Linked DNA regions of Gossypium hirsutum: all the other regions are linked to region 1. A link is a contact called in public Hi-C data. All regions are on one chromosome and are shown on one strand. Each heading gives the region's core, a stretch centred on a gene start, on an enhancer-like site or on the middle of the called end of the contact. The rest is flanking DNA. Distances are from core to core; before and after follow the strand shown. Region 1 holds the start of LOC107917911 (kinesin-like protein FRA1). Region 2 holds the start of LOC107917111 (WUSCHEL-related homeobox 4). Region 3 has its middle 47 kb from the start of LOC121220201.

Evidence for each region. Hi-C and Micro-C count contacts between places; a contact is called where the count stands out from the background.
Region 2: a contact with region 1 is called in a Hi-C map of leaf, with 2.9 times the contacts expected there. The contact joins the promoter of LOC107917111 here to the promoter of LOC107917911 in region 1. A contact is called at or near these places in 2 of 34 Hi-C or Micro-C datasets (both in leaf).
Region 3: a contact with region 1 is called in a Hi-C map of leaf, with 3 times the contacts expected there. The contact joins the enhancer-like site here to the promoter of LOC107917911 in region 1. A contact is called at or near these places in 2 of 34 Hi-C or Micro-C datasets (both in leaf).

What each region holds. Positions count from the first base shown.
Region 1 is chrA01:28,185,450-28,188,705 of Gossypium_hirsutum_v2.1, reverse strand. It overlaps LOC107917911 (kinesin-like protein FRA1), which reads left to right and starts at 1,782. Exons shown (of 26, transcript NR_175000.1): 1 at 1,782-1,943; 2 at 2,101-2,244; 3 at 2,328-2,477; 4 at 2,706-2,959; 5 at 3,160-3,256.
Region 2 is chrA01:28,603,128-28,606,383 of Gossypium_hirsutum_v2.1, reverse strand. LOC107917111 (WUSCHEL-related homeobox 4) reads right to left here and starts at 1,593. Exons shown (of 3, transcript XM_016846493.2): 1 at 1,307-1,593; 2 at 791-1,072; 3 at 421-699. The coding sequence starts at 1,531. The coding sequence ends at 553.
Region 3 is chrA01:28,445,171-28,448,426 of Gossypium_hirsutum_v2.1, reverse strand. No RefSeq gene overlaps it. Among protein-coding and RNA genes, the nearest start is that of LOC121220201, 47 kb to the left of the region's middle. Within about 2 kb of position 1,791, at least 3 of the 9 cell types and tissues checked have an H3K27ac peak or open chromatin away from gene starts, as enhancers often do. A contact at or near this core is called in leaf, where this site is marked.

The sequences.
Region 1 (3,256 bases), core at 533-3,032:
AATGGAACTCAGAATCCACATGTCTAAATATAATTTAAATTTAATTGTATGAATTCTGTGAAAATATTTGATACAGTTTTTAAATTTAGGTTGATAAGTTGTTATATAAGGATATAATAAAATAAATATTTCAAATAAATACTTACCATAAAAATAATAAAATTAATGGTGCCTTCTTTTTCAAATTGCATTTTTTACAAGAGTATTGGAAGCATCGATTTTATCATTAAATCGCAAAAAATTGAATGTGATTAACTCTCTTAACTTTTTGATGGTGCAATTTAGTTGCTCCAAATATGGAATTTAATTAATTACACTACCATCCAACTTTAATCCACACATCACAACAAAAGGAAAGCCAAAAAACACGAATTTAATTTACTGCCACAGAATCAGTCAAAAAGATTACATAATGCCCATTTCTGGGTTCTTTTTCTCTTCTTTTGCCATTTCTTCTTTCCTGGGTTAGCTTTTCGTCAATTTTATTTCTTTAATTTATTAGAACATATAATAGAGGTCTGTGGTCACAAATGAATATGTATTGCTTGCTTCATTGATTTTTTTTTTTGTTCAGAACTTGTTTGATTTCATATACAGTTTTTAAACTATTGGGGAAGTAATATTAGAACATCATCTTTTAAAAATTAAAATTATAGGAAAAAAAGAATCTAGTAAGAAAAAGATAAGTTAAATTTTGTTATTAGTCTTTCTACTTTATAAAAGTTATGAATTTAATTTTTATATTTTTTATTTGATTCATTTTAGTTCGAATCAGTCCATAATTTTAATTCCAAACGATAGTAATTAAATTTGTTTACTAGTGGCGTACAGGTGTAAGTTTAGTCTATTTATTCAAATTAGATCATTTCAAATTCTTATATTTTCTGAATTTTAAATTTTGATAACTAAATTTTTAATAAGTATATCAAATTTTAAAAATAGTATAATTTTACTTAATAAATTTAACAATTATAATTGAATAAAAAAATATAAAAATTGAACAAGTAACTTCTACATAGAACAGAGAATGATAAAAAAAAAAGAATGTAGGATACAAATAACAAAGTGGTTTTGACTTTTAGAAATGCTATATATGATTCCAAATCATGCGGCTTATGTGCTGTGGTTTTTTATTCTTGATAATTGGTGGTGGGGGAGTGGAATTACTTACTATCGAACGTTTATAAAATAATACTCTTACCACAGAGGATAATGGCGTGGTCATCCCTGTTTATCGACCATATCCTGAGCACAATGATAAAATTTTCATCCTCATAATACGTGGTTTTAGGAGCACTTATCTTTCTTTACATTTTTTTTTAATTTTTAAATTTTAACCAAAACCCAGAAAAAAATGGAGCTAAAAGGGGTAGAACTGTAAAGACAAGGACAAAAACGAAACTCCATGAAGGTTATAATAAGAAACAGAGGAACATGGGAAACTGAGATTTGCAGTAAGCAAAAAAGTAGGATAAAAAGGGAAAGAGTGTTACGAAAGTTCTTTTCCTTTTTCTTTTACATGACGATTTTTTATGTGAAGGCTAAGGAAAATGACAGTAGTTGTTGTTATCACTGCAGTTAAACTTTCTGCTTTGTATACTTCTATGGTTATGCTATCCCATTCCTTCTAATTCCTCAACTACCCTTCCCTCTTTTACAGTTCCTTTTCTATTTTTTCTTACATTTCCCAACAACAACAGCAGCAACCCATTTTCCATGAGAAGGGTTTTTTTACAAGGAAAAGAAGAAAAAAAATATTTTACTTTTTGGGTTTTCTTCTTCTCTCTTTTTGTGGAATTTTCTTTTAGCTGTTTCGTATGGAAGTTGGTGGAGGTTCAGAGGAATGTTGTGTTAAGGTTGCGGTTCATGTAAGACCACTTATCGGTGATGAGAAGGTTCAAGGTTGTAAAGACTGCGTTACTGTCATCCCAGGAAAGCCTCAGGTACTGTCACTTACTAGAATGCAGGCCTTAATTCTTTTAAGTGCTTTCAAATGGATGATTTTGGGTTTAATTTGAAGTATTTGGAGATCTGGATCTTTTGGATGCTTGAATAATTGATCAATCAAAATTAACTAATGAATATTTTGCTATGCTGCAGGTACAAATTGGGACACATTCCTTTACATTTGATCATGTGTATGGGAGCACCAGTTCTCCTTCTTGGATGTTTGAGGAATGCATTGTGCCACTTGTTGATGGCTTATTCCAAGGATATAATGCTACTGTTCTTGCTTATGGTCAGGTACAGCTGAATCTTTCACACCACACACCTAAATATTGCTGTTTTTATTTTCCTTCCAATTGAAGTTTGAAAAATTATTTCAGACTGGATCAGGTAAAACATATACTATGGGCACAGGCTTCAAAGGTGGCTCTCAAACAGGAATCATTCCTCAAGTAATGAATGCTTTGTTCAGCAAGATTGAAAATCTAAAACATCAAATCGAATTTCAATTGCATGTGTCCTTCATTGAGGTTTGTTAAAGAACCAAACATTTCATTTTGTTTGTTCTACTTTGCTGTAATACCTGTTGTTGTAAAAGCTTCGCCCTTCGTGTATCAGATATCCATTTTATGAATATATCTTCTGGTTTATGTGATCGAGAATTCTTTGCATCATTTTAAGTATCACAACTGGCTTGACTAGCTCTTCCTACTTTTTAGACCTGACATGCATAATTTTTATCTAATTTTGATGTAAAGATCCTGAAAGAAGAAGTGCGAGATTTGTTGGATCCTACTTTTTTGAACAAATCAGATACTGCAAGTGCGAATACTGGGAAAGTAAATGTCCCTGGAAAACCGCCAATACAGATTCGTGAATCATCAGATGGTGTTATTACACTGGCAGGATCTACTGAAGTTAGTGTCAGTACATTAAAAGAAATGGGTGCGTGCTTAGAACAGGGATCTTTGAGTAGGGCTACAGGGAGTACAAACATGAACAATCAGTCAAGGTTAGTTCATTCTCGGTTCTTGTTAAATTAAGTATTATTTAGTAATTACTTCTTTTAGTTTTACCTTTTTCTTGGTTTTATATGATTTGCTAAATGCAAATTTTGATAATTTTTTATATACCAAAATTTCAGGTAATATGCCAAAGTAATAATTTTCTATAATGACAATTTTTTTTGGCTTTCCTTATGTGGTTGTATAGTCGCTCACATGCAATATTCACCATCACCTTAGAGCAAATGCGTAAACTCAACCCTGTTTCTGGAGATGGAAATCCTAATGATTCTATGAGTGAAGAA
Region 2 (3,256 bases), core at 344-2,843, 420 kb before region 1:
TAACTCACTAGTCACAACGAGAAGCAAATAGATATAATTGCAACTTTATACAAGTCTTCTAAGAAATAGAATGAGAATCATAACAAAGATAGATCATGCATTTAACTTTAATTATACTGAAGAACACCCCGACCCACCTACTTTTGTTGGTGGCTGCCATCGAGGGATCTTTTTCAATTTTGGCAAAAAAATTATTATCCGATCCAGATTCAAAGGAGCCAAGGCAATAGTCAATGGCAAGGGAAGAAGTAGGAGCGGGACTTCATTGTCCAAGGATCACAACACTGCTTTCAAGCTAAAACCTATCCATTTCAACAAGTTTATTATGTTCATCCCATAATCAGCAAGGATGGATCACTCACCCAAAAACAACTCATTTCACCAGCTGATGATCAGAGAAATAATAAAGAGAGTAATAGATTTGGTTCTCAAGTCAGGAATAAATAATGCATTAGAGTACATGGAGACAACTTTGTATCTTTCTTCTTCCCTGCAACAAAAGAAGATAGGGATAGAAAAAAAAAGCTACACAATCACCACCATCATCATCATTCATCTGCTTTCCGGGTGCAATGGGAAGAGCTCCAGAGTTCTATTTTCATCTTCTTTACTTGACGATCTGCTATCTTTTTCCTCAAATGACCAGCTTCTGCACTTCCTCTTACATAGACTATCTTCCTCTCTTTCCATTGTTTCCTCCTATTATACATGCATGATAATTTGATAAGCTTCATAAAGCTAATATAGTTAAATCAAAGGGAGAGAGGTTTTAGCGTTAACTTTTACGTACCCTAGTATCCAAAGTTATTGGAGTAATGGGAGCAGAGCTTCTGGGACAATGGGTGAGTCCAAGGCTGCTTCGCTTCTGCTTTTGTCTCTCCCGTGCTTTGTGGTTTTGGAACCAGTAGAACACGTTTTTGCCTTCGATCTTGCCGTACTTCCCTAGCTTCTCAGTGATTTGTTCTATTTGTTGTGCGTTTGGAGTTCGCATCCCACCCCGATACAACATCTCCAAAATCCCTATCTGCTCTTGCGTTGGATTCCACCGCGTACCTCCTGGGTGCGTTTCCACCTACATGTCGTCAACTTTCACGTTAGACTTCTTCAAACACTATTAATCATATTTACTTCATTAATTGAGTTTCCATTACTAATAGTGATGAAACATAGTTTAAAGCCTTAAACCTTATGATTATGCTGTAGATCTTCCGACTGAAACCAAGCTACTAGGGTACATGAAATGATATAAATAATTGTATGCAAGTATAGGCTAGTAATAGAGGGAATGGGGGCTGGTGGAGTGTACCGGAGGAGAATGTCGGTTGTTGTCTTCAGAGGGGCCATTGCCAAGTTTCCGAGGGCCGCTATCGGGCCTAATGAAGCTCTTAAGGTCGAAAGAGGAGACGGTAGTATAAGTAGAGTTGGAGTGTAGCTTTGGAGCAAGAGGGCGTAAACGCTTACAGCCAAGAGAGAGCAATGGTTCTTGCTCCCAAAATCCACAAGCCAGCTGGTGCATCTTCATGTTTCCCATGGTGAAGGTGTGAACGATGGAGAGTAGTGAATTATATAGCAGATTGAGGGGGAAAAAAGCAAACTTTAAAGGAAAAGAAAAAGAATGAAAGTGGGATGTGCGGTGGTGCTTTGAAGAACGGAGACCAAATGATGAGGTGAGGTTGACTTGTGATTTCCCATATTTTAAAAAAAGAAAAGAAAAGATAAGTGTTGCAATAAGAGAAGAGATTCGATTTAATTATGCCGTAAAAATCAAAATAATTATACACGCTTTCATAATTATTTATAAAATTAATATTTTAATTATTAAGTAGTTGAATTTTTACATAAAATAAATAGTTAAAAATTTTAAATTTATATTAAATTTGACATTCATATTTACATAAATAAAATATGAAATATAATGATTAAATTATTAAAATATTAATAATATAAATTACTTTAGATTTTACATTATATAAATTAATTCCTCTCCATTTTAAAATATTTTTATTTTATTATTTTTTATGATAATAATAGTAAAAAATGTTTAAGAATGGAATGAACAATTGATATGAATTAAATATTAGAATACATGCAGAAACATTTGGTTTTATTATTAGGTATGGGCGTGTGGGTGAATGAGTGGTAGGAATGCAATATAGTGTAATGCTAATTTGCAAATCCGTGTGGGTTGGGTGTTTCAATTTCACTGCTGTGATGATAAGGTGTTATTGCTTTTCGGTGGCCTCTTTTTTTGCTCCTTTACACTACTCTCTCTCTCCCTCAAAACTTTTTAATTTTTAGCTATAAAGTGAATGTGGGAGAGGAATTTAAAAGGATTCCTCCAATCCCAATACTTGAAAATGGAACTCTTTCCTTTGCTTTCCAAGATACGGAATATGATGAAACAGACACTCAAAAAAAAAAAGGGATACACAAAGCTTACACCTAGTAATTATGTCTATTCATAATTTATCATTTTATATTTATAGAAATTTTTTTATTTGTTAATCATTTTTATTATATAATATATAAAATGGTAAATTATATCATTAATTATTGAAATATGGATAAATTTTCATTTTAGTTACTTAATTATTTGAAAGTTTTTATTTAAGTTACTCGACCATTAAGGGCCAGTTCTTCATTGCTTTTGAAAAGTGCTGTAGAGAAGTGCTTTTGAGAAGTACTTTTGAGAAGTGCTTTTGAGAAGTGCTTTGGAAAAATTTAAGTGTTTGATATTGCTGTCAAAAAGTATTTTTGAAAAGTAAAATGTCCATTTTAGACATGATATTATAAAGTAACAAATATGTATTTAAATAATGTTCAAATTAGTTAATATTATGATATTTTAGTAAAAATATAAAAAAATAATTTATTATAACTTATTGTTAATATTTTAATATATAATATTAATTTTAAATATTTCTAAGTAATTAATATTAATTATTTATTAAATTTAATTAGAATATATAAACTATATTTAAATATTTAAATATAATAATTAAATATTTGTAATTAGATATTGACACAATTGTATTATTTTAAAAAATATTTTTTATTTTTAATTAATGCTTCTAATACATTTGTAAAACTCATATTAAATAACCAAGAAAGAGAACACAAAATAATAGCATCAAACACATTTTAAGTCAAAAAGTAAGGTTAAAAAAATAAAATAACAGCCAAAAGTGCTTTTTGGCTGAAAAAGCTAAAATTTACTGCTTTTTCATCTCTAAAAAGCTCATCCCAAAAGTTAAAA
Region 3 (3,256 bases), core at 542-3,041, 260 kb before region 1:
TTATTGTTTAATAATAAAAGTTTTATTTAAATTTAATTGTAGAATAATTAATTGGTATAGGTAAACAAAGTTCAAGTTAGAGTTTGTTCGCGCTATGATTGTGTTTATGTTTAAACATAAAATGAGATTTTTTTATACAAAAATAGTTTTAATTTGAGAAAACCAAAACCAAAAACATAACTTAAACTTATTTAAGATTTTTTTCAAAAAAAATTGGGATTATCGCTAACAATGAAATGAGGGGTAAAAGTATTATAAATATTTTTGTATTAGGAGTTAAATTATATTTTGATTTCTCTATTAAAAAATAAATAAATTAATCGCTTTTTATTAGATTAAAGAGTAAGTTAATCTTTTTGTTAAAATTTTTCATTTATTTTTATTGTTAAAAATTAGTCATTGTATATTAAAATTTTTCATTAATTTATATTGTTAAAAATTAGTCATTGTATATTAATATGAGATACACATGACACACAAAGCATTACTGTCTTGATATTTTATCAGCCATATTAATTTTTAATAGTATAAATAAATAAAATTTTTAATAATATAATTAATTTACTTTTTATCTTAACGTGCATAAATTAAATTTGCTTATTTTTTTAATAGAAAAAGTTACTCTATAGTAGTTTTACCTTTGCGGTGTGAAAAACAAAAGCTGAGCAATGATTCAACGAAAGCAGAAACGAATGAGGTGTCCTAGAATTGGACCAAAAACCACCGAACAAAGACCAGAAAAATTGCAGCTCATCAAAACTGAACTTAAAATCCCATTGTCTTATTCCACTTTCAGAGAATAAGGGTTGGGTTGACCCAATCATTAAATTACATGCATGTATGTTCATGAAAAAATATTTTATTTTGGAAAATCAAATTTTGTGCAAATAGTTGATCAGATTTTAGGACACTTGCTGTCCTATGAATGGACAGTCAAAATTTATCAAATGGCTGGAATGTTTCTAATAATTACAAACTTCTTTCTTCCTTAGCTAATGAAAAATAAGGGTGTGTATCAGTTTTGTTTTGTTTTCGTTCTAGAAATTCATAAAATTGAGATTTTTTAATATCACAAACAACAACAGCTTAATATGAAAATATAAACTATTTCAAAATTTATATAAAAATATCATTTTAAATATATACATATATACTATAAATAAACTTAACATAAATTTATATGTAAAATTATTAAAATATTTTTATTTTAAAAGATAATTAATATTATTTTAAAGATATTTTATCTTTTTATATTTTTATATAATTTTTAAATAAAATAACTAAAAGAACATTTAAGAATTGAACAAAGGATCAACAATTTATATTAAAAAACATTTTCACTCCACTACTAACCATTAACTGATATATTTTTTAATATAAAATATTTTCGTTCACTCGCATAATAAATATAATAAAATATAGTATTTATATTATGAAAAATACACCATCATCAATTATTTTATTTGCATTTGTGTGTTTCATGTAAAAGAAGAGAAGTGTGTGAATATAAGTATTAATGGACAATGTTGGGGTTAAATACAAAAAGTTGAATATATTGTAATTTCATTATTAAAAGAAATTTATTTCAATATCACTTCCGATTTCAATAGAATTAATTTTAAAATTTAAAACCGATATGAAAAATTGTGATTACAAAAAAAAAATACTTTGAATTAAAAAATATTTATTAAGATATTATTATTAAAACTGAAAAATGAATGTGTACGTAGATGAAACGTATAGAATAGAAGGGATAGTCGGATATAGATAACTGGAGTGGATCCCACACAGTGGAAGAAACGGTGGGAAGGCATGATTAGAAAGACAATGGCATCATTTGCACGTGTCTATGGACCACATTCCATCATCATAAAAAAAGTAAAGTTATATCATACCTCATTTCACTTTATTTAACTAAAAGTAAAACATACTGTTGCTTTACAAACCCTAACTACCATACCCTAATATATTGAGAATAATAAATATATCAAAATAAAATTCAAACCATAGCATTTACTTCCGATTCAATTAATCTCATGAGTTGATCCCACAATAAGTGAGTTGGAAAATGTCTAAAAAAAATTATTTAAGAAGTCGAGGGTTTTTTATTTTGTATTTTTATTAAAATTATAAAAAAAGATAATTTAAATCTAAAATAAATGATGATATAAGATTTAAACATATGATATTAAAATCTTCAAAGCTTTGTCATTTGAATCAAAATCTCATTTGATTTTTATAAAAATATTTTTATATAATTTTTTCAGTCACATGTGTGCCATAATTCAATAAATTTTTATGTATTTGAAAGAACTATACTTCTAGTATCATACATTTAGATATATTCAAGAATCAGTGATTTATCTGCTTGATTATCCAATTTACCTTAAATTAAATTTGGGTAAAAATTTCTTAACGACAGGCCAGCTTGATCCGTCTAAAATAAAATTAAATAACTTTAAGATCATTATTATTTAACTTTAATTAATGTTAATATAAAATCATTCTTAACATATTTCTTAAACAATAAAATAGATCATTGGTTGGGTTAAGTTAGGCCGAGCTTGGACTCAAGCTTAAAATTCCTTTTAAAATCAAATTTTAGCATGGCCTAACTTAACCCATGATTACCTTGACATGTACATTACACGTGATTTTATGCGTTTAAATTTTGTGATTTAAACTAAATATTTTTACTTTAAGTAACTAATGCAAAGTAACATTATTTAAAATATTAATTAGTAAGCATAATTAAAATATATCAATTAATTTGGTATTCAAAATATTATAATAATAAAATAATTCTTAATCATTTTAAAGTATTTTTATAGGACAAGATTTTTGACATATTGTAAATTAATACTCCCTACTCGTCATTTTTATATTTTTAATAATAAATATAACTATATTAATTCGTAGATAATATATACATAATATAATATATTAGCTTATATTATATAAATGTATTATATACAATATAAATTATATAACATATGATATTTAAAACTAAAATAATGTAATTCTTGCATAGTTAATAAAAATAATACTTTAAATATAATATAATTCAATATAAATTTTAACCGTTTTATGTATTATGATATTAATTCATTCAATAAAGTTTTTATTGACAAAATCTAAATTCATTTAATAAATTTAATTAAACAAAAATTTTAATAAAATTATAATTTTTATTTAAAAATGTGATAAATCTTTATCATAATAAAAATATATATATATTTAAAACTACAAAATCAAT